3 separate regions of the Danio rerio genome follow, and regions 1 and 2 are each linked to region 3. The links are chromatin contacts, called in public Hi-C and HiCAR-type maps. All regions are on one chromosome and are shown on one strand. Each heading gives the region's core, a stretch centred on a gene start, on an enhancer-like site or on the middle of the called end of the contact. The rest is flanking DNA. Distances are from core to core; before and after follow the strand shown.

What was found. A called contact is a pair of places that touch in the nucleus more often than the background predicts. HiCAR-type assays count read pairs that join an accessible place to other places.
Region 1: a HiCAR-type map of caudal fin shows a contact between it and region 3, with 17 times the contacts expected there. The contact joins the promoter of sp9 here to the promoter of sp3a in region 3. A contact is called at or near these places in 4 of 18 Hi-C or Micro-C datasets (caudal fin, embryo, hematopoietic stem cells and 1 more) and 3 of 4 datasets of contacts at active chromatin or transcription factors (caudal fin, embryo and gastrula embryo).
Region 2: a Hi-C map of hematopoietic stem cells shows a contact between it and region 3, with 2.8 times the contacts expected there. The contact joins the promoter of cirsr here to the promoter of sp3a in region 3. A contact is called at or near these places in 2 of 18 Hi-C or Micro-C datasets (caudal fin and hematopoietic stem cells) and 1 of 4 datasets of contacts at active chromatin or transcription factors (embryo).

What each region holds. Positions count from the first base shown.
Region 1 is chr9:2,605,762-2,608,922 of GRCz12tu, reverse strand. sp9 (sp9 transcription factor) reads left to right here and starts at 1,650. Exons shown (of 1, transcript NM_212960.2): 1 at 1,650-3,161. The coding sequence starts at 2,192. It overlaps LOC103911600 (a long non-coding RNA gene), which reads right to left and starts at 1,445. Exons shown (of 3, transcript XR_662496.5): 1 at 1,292-1,445; 2 at 865-932.
Region 2 is chr9:2,585,167-2,588,186 of GRCz12tu, reverse strand. cirsr (corepressor of RBPJ and splicing regulator) reads right to left here and starts at 1,765. Exons shown (of 11, transcript XR_012385097.1): 1 at 1,586-1,765.
Region 3 is chr9:2,774,622-2,777,769 of GRCz12tu, reverse strand. It overlaps sp3a (sp3a transcription factor), which reads right to left and starts at 1,443. Exons shown (of 7, transcript NM_001089498.1): 1 at 1,109-1,443; 2 at 860-970. The coding sequence starts at 1,153. The region is part of intron 3 of LOC141376046 (a long non-coding RNA gene); the gene reads left to right.

The sequences.
Region 1 (3,161 bases), core at 401-2,900, 170 kb after region 3:
ATGCACATTAGTCGTTTGGTTCCAAGTGTGAATAGACATGCATGCGCGCGCGCATATACATAGCCATCTAAACATGTAACCTAAACCTCTACTGTGCCTCAGGCCAATTTGTTTATGCTGAACAGACGTTTAATAGTGTTAATTGTTCCTCCGTCAATTTGCGGTGATTGCGGAAATCAAGCGATTTTCGAGACTCCGCCGCTCGGATTTGAATAAATTGTTTTATATTCCCCAGCTCTCTCCATAGGAGGGAATTTAAAGCAAAGCGCTCCGGAGTAAATTGCATCCAGTCTGACTGGCAGCGTTCAAGCGCTATAATGGAGCATTATTTGGTCATTTTGAATACTGTAATGCACAGCGTTTCGGCGGGGCCATTCTCAAGAAAATTGCTTTAACTTTTAAAAGGAGGCGATTCACTCCAAAGCAGACCATTGTTACATTATGTCATTACCCTTAAATGTTTTAACAAGCAGCGCAAAACACTGCTATAATGCATTGATCTTTATATACAAAAGAGCAGTGCTGAGGGGGAAAACGTATCCTAATTATTAATGATTTGATCTGTGATTCTTCAGAATGTGGTTTTATATTTTTATTCCGAATAGTTCATATTATTATTTATTTATTGTCTAATTTAACGCTCTAACTTATTTATGCAACATAATAAAATATTGTTGTTTAATTTTAAAAGATTTGTTGGAGTCATGTGTTCGCGTGTGGTTCTGAAGGTATTTAAAGGAGCGCGCGCGCGCATTAACACCCCAAACTCTAACCTGCGCCCCCACATCCCTCCCTCTTCTTCCTCTCTCTCTCTCTCTCTCGCACACACACATACACAACACTTTCAGCAAAAGTCTAACACACCTGTTGTGAGAGCAGTGTTGTCACTCCGTCCTCTTCATCCAAGACCTTCTCTTGCATTTCAGCGTGCTCTAATTTGAAAGTTCGACATATTATAAATATTAAACAAACTTAAGGTATAAAAGGACTCAAATATTCTTTAAGAAAAAACAGATGAGTGCACTGACACTGTAATACTCATGACTTTGCATTCACACAAAACGTGAACGCGTCACATTATAACGTTAACGACTCTAACCTAAATGTAGGGTTTTGATGCGTACATTAAATAATATTATTAATGACTAATAATAACTACACAATAACAATAACGCGATCACGTAAGCTGTGCGCAGTGCACATCATAAAAATCCATTTTAAGCGCATCCGTCAACACACACGACACAGATATTTGAGGATACCATGCATAAAATCAAGATGAGACGCTTACCATCGGAGGATGTCTATTAAATACCAATAAGAGCTGAGCACTATAGTCTGTGCAGAAACTGCGCCTTGATGGCCATGAGTGTGTGTATATATATATAAAACGGTGAAAAATAGCTGATGGCTTATTGCTTGACAGTGGGATCAGTTCCCCAGTCATTGATTGACATGCAGCTTTAGTATTTCTGTCATGGTCGCGTCGCTTATTGGTTGGAGGCGCCTCGTCTCGCGCGCAGATTGGCTGAGCACTGCAGCCAGCTGTACTTCAAAGCACGCGCTCACTATACAACACGAGTAGAGAGAGTAAAGCTTCAGCGCACTGTCCCGCAGTCACACTGGAACACTGAGTCATTGTTCTTCAGCTAGCTGTCTAGGAAAGGCCCTGGATATGGCTACGTCTATACTTGGGGTAAGTGCGCAAATTCTGATATATTTTAATTCGACGTTTTTTATTATTATTATTCTTTTATCGTTGTTGTTGTTAGCATGTCACTATTGCTTGCTCGCATTCAAACCTCCAAGTAACTTTTAGATGCATTCCTTAAAACAAATGTTTTCCATTCAAGAAAACGCTCTTGTTTTTTATGAAGAAAAGGGAGTTTTTTTAGAATTATAAAAAAACTTCGATAAAATATGAATAATCTGTGAAATAACGTTAATTTGTACTGCAGAAAGGTCACTTCTTGGTTAAAAATACAATAATAACAAAGCACTAAAATTAAGTATGTGTTAGCAATTATTAAATGGCTACCATAATGAATATGTACAATTATTTTCTAAAGCTTTTTAGACAACTCTTTAATAAAAATGAATCTGCGCATTGAGCGCTTTATTCGATGTTTGGGTTTTATTTGGGGGAGTCATTGACACTTGTAAAACTATTTGATTCTCACACAAGCCAGCTATGTTTTATAGTCTAGTAAAGAGCACAAACTTTTCATCCACACAGGAAGAGCCGCGGTTTGGAACTACCCCTTTAGCGATGCTGGCTGCGACCTGCAACAAAATTGGCAACACCAGTCCCCTCACGACTCTCCCCGACTCCAGTGCGTTCTCCAAAGGCGGATTTCACCCCTGGAAAAGATCCTCGTCGAGCTGCAATTTGGGCTCCAGCCTGCCTGGATTCACAGTCGCCACAAGCCGAAGCACCTCCGGACTAACGACCACCACCGGCGCGGGCAACAGCGCGTTCTGCCTGGCCTCGACCTCTCCGACCTCCTCGGCTTTCTCCGCCGAATACAGCAGCTTGTTCTCCAACACAACCAGCGTTTCGTCGCAGGACTCGGGACAGTCTGCGTTCATTTCCAAAGTTCACTCTTCTGCAGACACTTTATACCCGCGCGTCGGCATGGCGCACCCGTACGAATCCTGGTACAAGTCCGGCTTTCACTCCACTATTTCGGGCGATGTGGCCAACGGGGCGTCCACGTGGTGGGACGTGCACACAAACCCGGGCTCGTGGCTCGAAGTGCAAAATCCAGCTGGCACTTTGCAAAGTTCGTTGCACTCCGGGACCCCCCAAGCCATCCACTCCCAGCTAAGCGGCTACAACCCGGACTTCTCCAGCCTCACGCACTCCGCGTTTAGCTCCACTGGCATCAGCCCCACCGCGTCTCACCTCCTGTCCACTAGTCAACACCTGTTGACACAGGAGGGGTTCAAAACTGTGATTCCCACATACACGGACGCGTCAGCCACGAATGCCATGATATCGGGCGCCAGCTCTGGCATCGGGACTTCATCCAGATCCTCCAGGAGATACTCCGGGCGGGCCACATGCGACTGCCCGAACTGCCAAGAGGCGGAGCGGCTTGGGCCTGCAGGCGCCAGCCTGCGGAGAAAAGGACTTCATAGCTGTCACATCCCGGGCTGCG
Region 2 (3,020 bases), core at 516-3,015, 190 kb after region 3:
ATGTCAACGTTTTCCAACTATTTTATTAGATTTACCAAAGTCACACAAGATGTGCGAATTTCAATTGGGGTAAAGTTGGTTTTATATTCACACAATCGGACAATAAAAAACTTAATAATTGTCAAGTCTAAATAGGGAAATCATATTAGTAGCCAAGAGCTATAAAAGAACATAACAATAACTACAAAAAATAATGAAGAGAGCAATGCCAAGCAAAAACTCAACCTTGCTATAAAAAAGTCTTTTCGTCAAAACAGCGAAACCCTTTCTAAGTTGTTTGCGTAGACTTTGCAGTACTTTAAAAACACTAAAAAATGTCTCTGTCACCGTTTTCCGACAATTTTATTTAATTTCACACAAAAAGAGCCAAGTGTAATTGGGGTAAAGTTGGTTTTATATTCACACATTCAGACTTTGGAAAAAAGTAATAATTGCCAATTCTAGATAGGGAAATCATTTTAGTAGCCAATGGCTATAAAAGAACAACACTGTTAGCATACTTGTATGCATTTTCAGACCGAATATTCAAAGTAGTGTGGTAAACAATATAGGGACTGCATTAACAGTTACACACAATCGACTTGTGTTAGGACTACATAAATAACCTATTATTTTTTCACAAATTTAAGTGGATTGAAACAATTAAGTTGTCCCAAAACCAAAGCTCAATAATTGGGTTGTTTCAGCTTATTTTATATACAGTTGAATTCAGAATTATTTGCCACCATTTTATTTTTTTATTTGAACTTTAAATATTTCCCAAATGATGTTTAACAGAGCAAGGACATTTTCACAATATTTCTGATAATATTTCTTCTTCTGGAGAAAGTCTTATTTGTTTAATTTCGGTTAGAATAAAAGCAGTTTTGAATTTTTTTTAATCCATTTTAAGGTCAAAATTATTAGCCCCTTTAAGCTATTTTTTTTCCGATAGTCAACAGAACAAACCATCGTTATACAATAACTTGCCTAATTCCCCTAACCTGCCTAATTAACCTAGTTAAGCCTTTAAATGTCACTTTAAGCTGTATAGAAGTGTCTTGAAGAATATATAGTAAAATATTATTTACTGTCATCATGGCAAAGATAAAAGTAATCAGTTATTAGAAATGAGTTATTAAAACTATTATGATTAGAAATGTGTTGGTAAAATCTTCTATTTGTTAAACAGAAACTGGGGGAAAAATAAACAAAAAATTATTTACAAAAATTATTTCATCATTTAGAATATAAAACAAGTTTACAGTTTGATATTTGTCTGATCCCTTAACTCTGTGGTTTGTTTTTGGGAAAATATAAACTTTTGTTTAAATATAACTTACTGTTAACACATACATTTTCTATGAATTTATGTTTAAAGTCTTTACTGTATCACATCCGTAACGCTGGAATCGCAGTTTTTTTGGGCAATTCCCTCACAAACAAACATACAAAATCAAATAAATTAACGGGAAAGCTGCTTAATATAATTAATTTAGCAAACATTTAATTATGATATCATTACTACAATATGACTCGATCTGAACAAAGTCAGCCTAATGTTTACACTCGAGGCGTATTAGCATGCTAGCTTAAACCCTCTCACCTTCTTTATGTTGGATTTTGATGCAGGATGGAAATCCTTCTTACACATGAAATTAGCAAAAGATTTGCCCATGTTTAATCACCAGCGATACGACCAAAGTGTTATTAAGAATTAAACTTAGCGCTTTCGACTAAACAACATCATAACACCACCAAAAGCGGCGCTTCTTTATGACGCAATGACAACGGTGGCTCAAAAGATCATAAATGTTTTTTTTTGTGTGTAAAACAGTGAATCTCTTAAACTTATTAACAATAAAATGAATAATAACTTTCTTAAAGCTTATTATGATAATTTTCTTTCTATGGAGTACGAAACCTGCAAAAACAATAAATAAATAAATATGCAAATATGCAAATAAACAAACTAATTAATTGATAAATCCTCAAATGCTTGCAGAAATAAAACAATAAATAAATATGCAACTAAATTAATTAATAAGCCCACAAATTTCTGCATAAATAAAACAATAAATAATTATGCAAATAAATAAATAAATAAATAAATAAAGATAAAAAACACACATTCCTGCATAAATAAAACAATAAATAAATATAGAAATAAATACATAAATACATATAAAAAACCCACAAATTCCTGCTTAAATAAAACAATAAAAAATAAAATAAAATAAAAATATATATAACATGCATATAGCCTGAAAATAACAAATATAACATGAAAATAAATTGCATATATCCCGAAAATAACAAATATAGCATGAAAATAAAATGCATATAGCCTAAAAATAACAAATATAGCATGAAATTAAGATACATATAGCCCGTAAAACAGTAAATGTGCACTGCCTTTCAGCTAAATTTAGATTGTAATGAATCTTTAGCAACCTATGAAAACGGCAATGTTATTGTATTTATTTATGTAACTGTGTAATTGTGATCTTTTATTGACTTAACTACCAGATTTATTTAGCATTTAATTATGTATCCATGACCACCTTATAATTTTCCTTAATAAAAGTCTTAAATTCCTAATTTAATTTCTCAACCATAGAAATACAGCCTAATTACATCTCAATAAATTTCTTATCAATAAAATAAATACATTAAATATATTATATTAAATATATAAACACTATAATAAATATATTGTCAATAAAACTGATTATCCATCAATAATTGTTTAATATATTTGTGCATTTATTTAGTCCTAATTATATCTGCTCTTATTTTAATTATGATTATTTCATAACTATATTTTCATGGTTGTCAGATCTGTTATTTATATTACTCTAATTTATTATATATCATATTTATTTATTTTTTGCGACAGCAAAATCAAATAGCCAATCAACACTGCTACTGCACAACCACGTGACTTGACGTGTATAGAAAGCGCCATTGCCCCGCCTACTTTATCGCTGACTAAGCACGTATATGGATCGACCGCACTGCTGTGTCCCTTATCCAGCAGA
Region 3 (3,148 bases), core at 194-2,693:
AGATTTATGTAAAAACAATTATCTTATGCATTTTTACAGCAGTTTAACTTGGTGGATTGTATTGTTGATTTTTTTTTTTTTTTTTTAAATCAAAGCATTTTCTCAAAATAAGGTTTGTCAGAAAAAAAATCATTCTGCTAGCTGAAAAACAGAAAAAAAAGATATGGCAAAATTAAGACTCAAATCCCCCGAAATGGATGAAAACATTCCCCATAGTACATAAGGGTTAAATAGTGTGGCTTCTGATTATGGGGTAAAGTGTGTTTCATATTCAGACTTTCTGCTCAATAATATATAGAGGTAAAGTTGGTTTTATATTAGGATATTCAGACATTCTCCTTAATAAAATTATTTCAGAAAAACATTCTTTGCAAATTCTAAATAGGGAAATCATATAAGCAGCAAATGACTATCAAAGTACAACATTGTTCACAGTGAATTGGATAGTGTTAATGTTGTTTAGAAGTCATACTCAGATATAATATGATAATAATGCTAAATGGACGAATGTGCGAACATAAAACCAACTTTGCCTCTAATAATAATAATAATATCACTTCAGAGTTGTCAGTTCTAAATGGGGAAATCATATTAGCAGCCACAAAGTATCAAAGTACACCCTTGTTAACATTCAAATAGTGCTTACGTTGTCGAATATTCAAAGTACATTATAGGGATCCTGTCACAAGTTCAGAAATGAACGGCTGTGCGAATATGAACCCAACTTTACCTCAGCCATATTACTTCTTTAAGTTTATGGTATAAATACACTCCACACAAAGCAAACACGCCCCGGGCTTGTACTCAAACATATGTAAGAGGGTTATTTAAAGGTGAAACGGTGTAGTTTCTGACTTACCACCCCAGCTGAAGCGTTATTAGAGCTGGCCCCGTTCTCTGCTCCGGGGGCGGGCGAACCGAGGCCGGTGCAAGTGGCGGCGAGCAGGGCGAGCGGCGAGGGCTGTCCGTCCTGCAGATGGGCGGGTTTAATACATGAAAGGGGGTGGCCACACAGGAAGTACCAGTGTTTTAACAGAACAAAGTGAAAACTTCACTAAAGCACATGCATTAGAGAATAAGAGAGGAGAGGATTTGATGCGATTTTTACCTGCTCCGCGCCGCCGCCGTCCTGAGCGCTGCTGCTGTCCGCCATGACTCCCGCTTTCACTGGCCCTTCAGGCGCTTAAACACACACACAACAATGCTAAAACAAGCATTAGAGAGTGACTGCAGCACGCGGGTGTTTCATCGGGTGCCACACAAGCGTTTCGGCGGCTTATAGATAGATTTAGCTCCGTATTTATTTGCTAAAACTCTCTCAGATTCACCCGCCTGCTAACGTTAGCCTAGCTTAGCACAAACATAGCCTGCACAAAGATTCAAAGCGATCGTTGTGTGCGCTCCACAGATGCTACGTACCGGTCATTACGTGAGCTCTTTCCTGGAGATTGATGGTTGGCTTTTTTTACACCGCGAACATGGTTGTTTTAATCGCTGCTTGCGCTCGCTTTAGTCCAGTTTGTTTTTTTCTTAATTTGATTGACGGCGGGGCTTCCACTTCGCCAACTGCGTCACCAGCAGGAAGTCCCGCCCTTCGTCTATACTCTCATTGGAGGGTCGCTCGGCAAGCTCAGCTTGTGATTGGATGGGCGGGATGTCTGTCATTTTGACCGGGTTGCTTCCTATGTTTCCTTGTCCCTTACACAAGTTTTGTAGGTGAAGATGTACAGTGTGATGGAGAGCAGGGTTTGCTTTATTATTGTGTTCTAAACGTTTGCCTATTTAGACTATCATAACAAGCAGACCTACTTCATGTTTAGGTTTTCCTTTTTCTCCCCCATTCATAAACATATCAAGAATACTAGATGTCTTTGCTTCTGTTTCAACAAGCAGGGAAACTTGATGATCCATCACTTCTCATTGTCTTGTAATCAGCAATTAAGAGGTTTGTGTTTAAATGTGAGAGGATACTTGAGCTCTGTCAAGTGTTTCTCAAGTAACAGGAGTGATTAATGATATTCAGCCCTTTCTCAATGAAGAACACAGCAGCATCTTTATAAAAGATGAGTCAGAGATGGGTTTATAAAATTATGAAGCCGATTTGTGTTTTTTTGCTTCAATATTTTTAGGGGGGAGGGGGGCATAGAGTCTGCCAACATTAATGTGGCACGTTAAATACAGATTCTTTTATTTTTTTAAATTTATTTATTATTACATTTATTTTTGTAAATATTGTGTAGTGTTTGGCAGGCCAACACACACATCCAGACATGCATATATTAGTTGTATGTATTTTTTTTTGTCAGAATGATCCTTGTTTCCACATCCATCTGCAAAATCAAAAAGCCAGAAATAACTTGAAGTAACCCAAATATAATTATTTTTACTAAATAAAAAGAAATGCATACATTTACTAAATAAAAAATATGCAATGAAATTATATATACACACACATATATATATATATTTCGTAATCACTGGCCACTTTAATAGGTACACCATACTAGTACCAGTTTGGACCCCTTTTTGTCTTCAGCCCTAATTATTCGTGGCATAGATTCAACAAGGTACTGGAAATAATCCTCAGATTTTACTCCATATGGACATGAAAGCATCACGCAGTTGCTACAGATTTGTCTGCCGCACATGATGCCAATCTCCCGTTCCACCACATCCCAAAGGTGCTCTATTGGATTGAGATCTGGTGACTGTAGAGGCCATTTGAGCACAGTGAACTCATTGTCATGTTTAGGAAACCAGTCTGAGATGATTCACGCTTTATGACATGGTGCGTTATCCTTCTAGAGGTAGCCATGAGAAGATGAGTACACCATGGTCATAAAGGGATGGACATGGTCAGCAACAATATTCAGGTATGCTGTGGAGTTGACATGATGTTCAGTTGGTACTAATGGACCCAAAGTGTGGCAAGAAAATCTCCCCCACACCATTACACCACCACCACCACCAGCCTGATGGATTCATGGTTTCATGTTGTTGATGCCAAATTCTGACCGTAACATCTAAATGTACAGCAGAAATGGAGACTCATCAGAGCAGGCAATGTTTCTCCAATCTTCTATTGTCCAGTTTTGGTGAGTCTGTGTGAATTGTAGCCTCAGTTTCCTGTTCTTTGCTGACAGGAGCG